2 separate regions of the Drosophila melanogaster genome follow, and region 1 is linked to region 2. A link is a contact called in public Hi-C data. All regions are on one chromosome and are shown on one strand. Each heading gives the region's core, a stretch centred on a gene start, on an enhancer-like site or on the middle of the called end of the contact. The rest is flanking DNA. Distances are from core to core; before and after follow the strand shown. Region 1 holds the start of CG15365. Region 2 holds the start of rdgA (retinal degeneration A).

The links. A called contact is a pair of places that touch in the nucleus more often than the background predicts.
Region 1: a Hi-C map of the Kc167 cell line shows a contact between it and region 2, with 1.8 times the contacts expected there. The contact joins the promoter of CG15365 here to the promoter of rdgA in region 2. A contact is called at or near these places in 16 of 107 Hi-C or Micro-C datasets (the D17-c3 cell line, the Kc167 cell line, the OSC cell line and 8 more) and 2 of 6 datasets of contacts at active chromatin or transcription factors (both in the Kc167 cell line).

What each region holds. Positions count from the first base shown.
Region 1 is chrX:9,066,689-9,070,089 of dm6, forward strand. CG15365 reads right to left here and starts at 1,295. Exons shown (of 7, transcript NM_132288.2): 1 at 820-1,295. CG10970 reads right to left here. Exons shown (of 1, transcript NM_001298103.1): 1 at 2,911-3,401. The coding sequence starts at 3,377. The coding sequence ends at 3,066. It also overlaps asRNA:CR45538.
Region 2 is chrX:8,905,726-8,908,879 of dm6, forward strand. It overlaps rdgA (retinal degeneration A), which reads left to right and starts at 1,343. Exons shown (of 18, transcript NM_001201635.1): 1 at 1,343-2,019; 2 at 2,340-2,596. The coding sequence starts at 1,990. e(r) (enhancer of rudimentary) reads right to left here and starts at 523. Exons shown (of 2, transcript NM_167171.2): 1 at 384-523.

The DNA of each region.
Region 1 (3,401 bases), core at 45-2,544, 160 kb after region 2:
CCAACCCAGTAAGCAACTCGGCCACTTCGGCGACCATTATCCATTATCCATTATCCATTATCCATTATCCATTCCCCCCGGGTAGAACCCGCAGTTTCGGATAGGTCAAGTATATGCGGCACTTTATGGGCTTTACGAGTGTAAAAAAAAAGCAAAAAAGCAAAAGATTGAGAAGAGAAAAGAGCTCAAAGACAGATACTTGCTTATTTCTAGAGGCTGACCAGAGCATCTTTTTCATCTTTTTTTTTCATATATATATATATATATATGTATATATATCTACTTTTTTCACCAGTTTCGTATATATTTTCGCTGTAGTTTTTGTTTTTTGCCTGTGGGGCCAACAGGTTCGCTGGCAGTTGGGAAAAAGTCAAACGGCTCAATAATCGAAGACGACGGCTCAGAGTTTTTGAGTCCGCGACTCCGAACTTCAGCTCTTTGAGTCCAGATAAATGAGGACAACAACAACAGCGACAACTTTAAAGAGGTTGTGCGTGTGCCTGTGTGTGTGTGAGCCAGCTGGGATAGGCACACTGTGCGAAAAGAGCATGTACTACTTTGTTCTAATCAAGCTAGGCAGGTCGAATTCAAATTGATTTTAGCACGTTTTCAATTTCAAATGCCACATAATAAATATATTATTATGTTTAAATCTTACAATTTTCAACATATTCTATTATTTTCTGTGTACTCCATTCGAATTAAAAAAATCAGCGAAACCAAAATAAACGAAAAATCAGACAGCAACAAGAAAAAAAAAATACGAAAATATTTTAAGCCCAACGAAAGAATAACAAATGAATGGAAATATTTGCTCACCTCTTCCTTTGGTTTTTAGTGCCTTGTAATCGCTGTTGTTGACTCTTCAAATGTGTGTGTTTTTATATTTTGTAAATTTTCTTGGTTTTTTTTTTTTTTTTGATATTTGTTTATTGCTTGCCCGCTTGATGTGGCTGCATTATATTTCAGCTGTTGCCGCTGAAAGCCAACGGAAAGCAGGCAAGTTTTCAAATTTGCACAATGAAATTGATTTTACAACGCGTAAAATTCCACAAATTATGCACGAAATGCGTTTTGAATTGCACTCAGCCACCACACTCGAAAAAAAGGCTGCCATTCACCGCTCGCCGCGAAGCGTAGCCCAAACCCCCCCAAAAAAAAAAAAGAAAAACTAAAAAAAAAAAACCGTTGCACGCCTGCGCTTTTCAAAAATCTTCCCAGTTCGCTTCGAAACTTTCATCCGCAACGTTGGCCCTCCGTCGACGACTTTCGCGTTCCAGCGCTCAAAGCAAACTGAGCTGCAGAGCGTCGGAATTGGAAGCAGCGAACGGCGACTGCGACGCGACTGCGGCGCGCCGGCGATCAGAGATGAGAGCTTAGCTTTTTTCAAAAGCTTATAAAAAAAAGAGTCATCTTCGAAATGACATTCTCATTCGATTGCAAACGTTTATGTGTACGAATTACTTGAAAATTGAAGAATATAACTTGTACTTTAGAGATTCATGCAGTTATTTAACTTGTTGGCTAAGGATTCAATCACTTTCATAAGCATATTTTCCAAAAGATCAATGTATTGTGTACTAAATGTAGTAGCTGTTTCTCATACTCTTTACTTTTTATAACTTATAATTATACTAATTATGCTTCTATTGGTGTTATGACGTACAGTCAGCACTGATTGCTTGCGAATCGGATTGGCAATCATTGTCGCCGTTCTTTCCGGTTTGCTGGCGTTGCCACAGCGCTGCAATTAAGCGGCTAATTCTGATTTTGGATACCGATTCGGATCCAGACTTGGGATTCAAACATATGTATAAACATATATGTTCGCGGCAACCGCATTAGTCCAAGTCGCAGTCGCCGCCTAGGTTAATTTCCCTCAATTTTGTGGCTTTTCGCATATAGGTTCATTGCTTACATTCATAGATACACAGCGAGAAAATTGTATTACTTACAGATAATTCTTTAAAATATTTAATAGTATTTGATATTTAATAGTATAGTATTTAAAATTTAATAGTATTTAATATTTGGTTAGTTTCTTCACTGGAATATATTTGAACCTTAAGATTTCTCAGGAGGAAGGATTTTTATACCAAGGATTTTTTAATTTCCTCTGTGTAAAACACACTTGGCTACCTGTTGCACACACACACACACACACAAATTCTAGTAATGGCCGTCCGCAAATTGACCCATAAAATTGTAACGTTGCTTGAGCCAAGATAGTTTAGCTGTCCATATATCACTGCAGATACACGACACTGGCCTACAAAAGAACACTTTGATAATTCCCCCCGATGTGCAGTGTTGAGATGGTAACGTTTTGTGCTTAGCCGACTAAGATGATCTTCTTAATATAGAAAAACTAAACTTCAAATCTACCACTTCTCACTGGCCTGTTAACCAGTGCTATTTGGTTGAGAAGTCTGGAACTCAGTGAATCGGCAGTTGTATCCGCGAACGCATAAATAACCATCCGTGGCTATATGTTCGCTGTTGTCCAGTGGTACACCTTCATCGTGTCGATCGAGGTGGCGATCAGATTCTTCGATTTGCATGCCAAACAGCCGGGAACATCGCTAGCTTACTACGAGTATATGCATCCGAGGCATGCGATTCGATTTGATATCCGATCGCCGGCGGCGATGGCCACAAGGTTATCCCCTCCCACGGATCATGGACATCATTAGCTCATTCGTCACGATCGCAATGGGTCCTAGAACCAACGATGGAGTACTCGTAAGTGAGAATCCATGGGTCATTTGGAGAATTGCCCAGATCCAGCAATCGCAACAATAATCATTCAATCCACAATGAGCCCATGAAAAGTTTGGCATTTTCATACAGGTTCTTCTCTTTGGGAAATTGCTTGTTGTATAAATCAGCTCTTTAGGAAACTCTTTTGAATTTGTGATTATATAACTGTGTAATTTTTATTTGGAAAATACCTTGTTATATCCATACAACAAAAATATTAGACAAATCATAATGGATAAAACTTTTGATAGCCGTTTTAAACAAAATTATGCATTGGAAATATTTTATTTTGTTTGATCCTTTAATCACTTTAGGTTCACCTTGATTTCGAAGGTCTTGTAGGTGTATTCCTGGATGACTTTCAGATTCTTAATAATGAACTCCTTGATGGCCTGCACGTAATCGGCGGCGGCCAGGATGAGCTTCTTAAAGGCATCGATCACCTTGCCCTCGCCCTCCAGACGACCCTTGAACTTCTCCTCCGACACCTGGGCAATGAATCCCCGCAGTCCCAGTGCATTGGCCTGGACCAGTGCAAACAGCTCGAAAGCATCCTTGGGCACCCTGCCACGCACCTCAAAGTCACAGCACAAGATCTCCTCCTTTTGGCCTGCCATCTCGAGTAAGATTGAATTTGCCAA
Region 2 (3,154 bases), core at 93-2,592:
CCATCTCGCTCGCGCTCTCGCCGCAACACCAATACACGCGCACCACACATGCTGGCCAGCAGAACGCTCTTTGATTTTCCAATTTGCAACTGGGAAATAGACTAAGATGGCACTTCCAGCATGGAAAACGAGTAATTTGTGTGTGAAGCGAATGTTGGCAATGGAGAAATGCGTACATTTGTACAAGATAATGCACGCTTATGCCGCTTCACTAAAACACAAACATTCGGAAGCGCGAACAGACACGCACACACATGTACAAGGAGTAACGGCCGCCGCGTGTGTGTAACTAACTGTATGCAATCACTTGTTTTTCTTCCTTTTCACCGATTTTTCTCGAATTTTAAATAATTCCCATGTCTCCCGTTTAGTGTTCAACTTACCCGTTCGAACGCCGGACTATATGGACTATGATAATATGCTGATTCAGTAAAGAGATTCGGTAAAATCAGCGCTTGATTCGTTTTTTTTTATTTTGCCAGTTCTATGGGTTTTGAAGAGGAGGCTGAAGCTAGAGATGAGCGCTTCGCTGCGTGCCTCGCCGTGACAAAATAATCGAAAGATATCGATTAATACTAACATCTTTTATTTGATATACATTGTTTAATAATATTTACCAAATTAAATGACAATTGTGATTTTTTATACTTAATTGTATCAATGTATACTTGCATTTCAATTTGTATATGTATTTGATTCCATATTATGTTCATTCACTTTTTTATTGAAAAGCACACTTTATGTATATTACGCCTTTAGGTATAAAGCATGTTTTTCAATGCATATTTTCATTTCATTTGGCGTAATTCATTCCATATTTAGTCTTCAGATTTTTTAAATAAAATTAACTAAAGCTTTTAACATATACTCATCATAGTAATACATTACAATAACTACGGAAATTATTTATTTATTATTTTTATTTTATATATTTATAAAAAAATTATAATTATAATGTCAAATTAAAGTGGATTGCATTATTTATTTAGGTTCATTTTATTTTGTTATTACATATAAATATTAGGTATTACGTTTATTTAAGTTAGAATAAAATTAACGCCCATCAACAAATTATGGTCATTAAAGTCTTTATGAAGTAAACTTAATGTACAATCATTTTCACTTAAAGTGCATATTAAAAAGCATATTTTTACATTTTTTAGTATTGTATTTAATATAAAGTCAAAAGTTACTTTTAATGAAACAAAACTATCGCCCATCGCCAGCTCCGCAGTCTGGCCACTGTTCTCACTGTTCCCAGTGCTGCCAGACAGCGGCAATCGAAGATCCGAGTGCCCACCAGCTGTTTGATCTCAATTGGACCAATTGGAAGAGCGCGGTGTCGCGGGCAGCGCAGTCGAGCGGCGGCAGAGCGATCGGCAAAGAAATCAACAACAAAAAGCAAAATCTCGTCTCAACATTATTTACGTGCTTTTTGTTTTAGTGAAAAGTGAAGGCGCAGCCGCAGCAGCCCGTGTTTCGCGCGTTCCCATTAATTTGTTGTTATTTTCAATTGTGCAAGTGGCGTTCGTGTCTCTCTTTTTTTTTTTTTGTTTTTTCCTGTGTGTTTGTGTGCGTCCTAATTGAAAGAAAATGAAGTGAAAAGAAGCAAACAAATTGGGAAATAGCAACGTAAACAAATCAAATAATGAATGAAGTAGAAGAGCAGCGAAGTTAAATGAAACCCAGGCAGTAAATTGAAAAGCAAAAAAGCCCTGCGAAAATAAGATGATAAAGGCTGTGAAACGGGGAAACCCGTTAAAGTAGCACCGAAAAGGCAATAGTCAAATAAGAAAACACAAAATCCAACCAACGCGACGCACGCGTGTCCAATTTGTCGCCTCTGCTTCGTCTCTCTGCTTCCTCTTCACTGTTCTGCGCACACCGTTGCACGATCATTCATGTGTGGGTGTTGTATCTGTGTTTCTTGTGCATTCTATTTGATTTGTGTTGTTGCTCATCTCTTATCGCTGAAATCTCGAAATCTCAATGTTCTCGGCGACCAATGGCAAAATCAAGGTAAAAAAAAAAACGTCCACTTAATAGTTTTCTTAACTTACCAAATGGTGTCTTGGCTACAGAGAAACTTATGCTTTGAGTTGAAACTGAAATATGTACAATATTACTGTTTCCGTTAGTTTTATTTTAAAATTGATAAGCCATTCTATATTTCTCCTGACTGCGCATTGTTTAAATATTATACTAATTATCGTATCGTATCAATATCTTATCTGATGTTTGCACGAGATTTGTTGCGGTGTATTTGATTTAATATAAAACTATATCAGTAAATGTTTGATATACGTTAAAATACAACAAATATTGTACATTTTTTACAGTTACCTCCGGAAGATGCTGTGCTGGTGACGTCACCGTTGCGCTGCCTCTTCAACGGCCCCTTTCGCGATCTCCACTTCAACGTCACCGATCACCGCATTATTCCCGTCCACGATGTCGTTTTCCTCGACGATTTCGAACGCAACGTGAAGCCTTTGATTTACCGCCCCGTGACGTCAGAGGTCGCTGCCTCTGCCAACGTCGATGAGGAGGCAACGCCGGCAGAGGAGGAGCAGCGCAGCTTCATTCCAATCAGCAGGTGAGTCACATCCAACAAGTGCGACAGAGATGGCAATCAATCGATCGTGGCCTTGAACTTGATTCCATTTCGTTAGTCCCCAATTCCAATTGGAAGTGAGAGAGAGAGTGGAAGCAGAAAAGGCAGGAGAGCAAACCAATTAGAATTTCCAAATGGAGATATCAAGTTTTTGTAAATGGAGAAATCGACTTTATTTCAATTTTGTGCATTCAAACTGTGATTTTTATTTTAATTTTAATCATTTAGTTACAATTAATCACAATTAGGTTACAATTATCGCATCTAAGCATCTGTAATAATTTGTCTTGTTTAACGCTCGTTTTTGAAAAGTGTTTGCTTTACGGCGCCGATAAGTAAAGAACATTCTCAACTGATAAGAACGTGGGCGCCCCTGATGTGTTTGAAACATCATCGTTTTTATCGTCAAAAGTGTGCAAAAGCTGTGTATCTATTATAAACGACTTTGTAGGCGTATTGTTATTTGTTTTAAGGTGCGTCGCTAATTTCCCACTACCCGGATGAGAAATATAAATTTTTTAACAACCAGATAGTTTCATA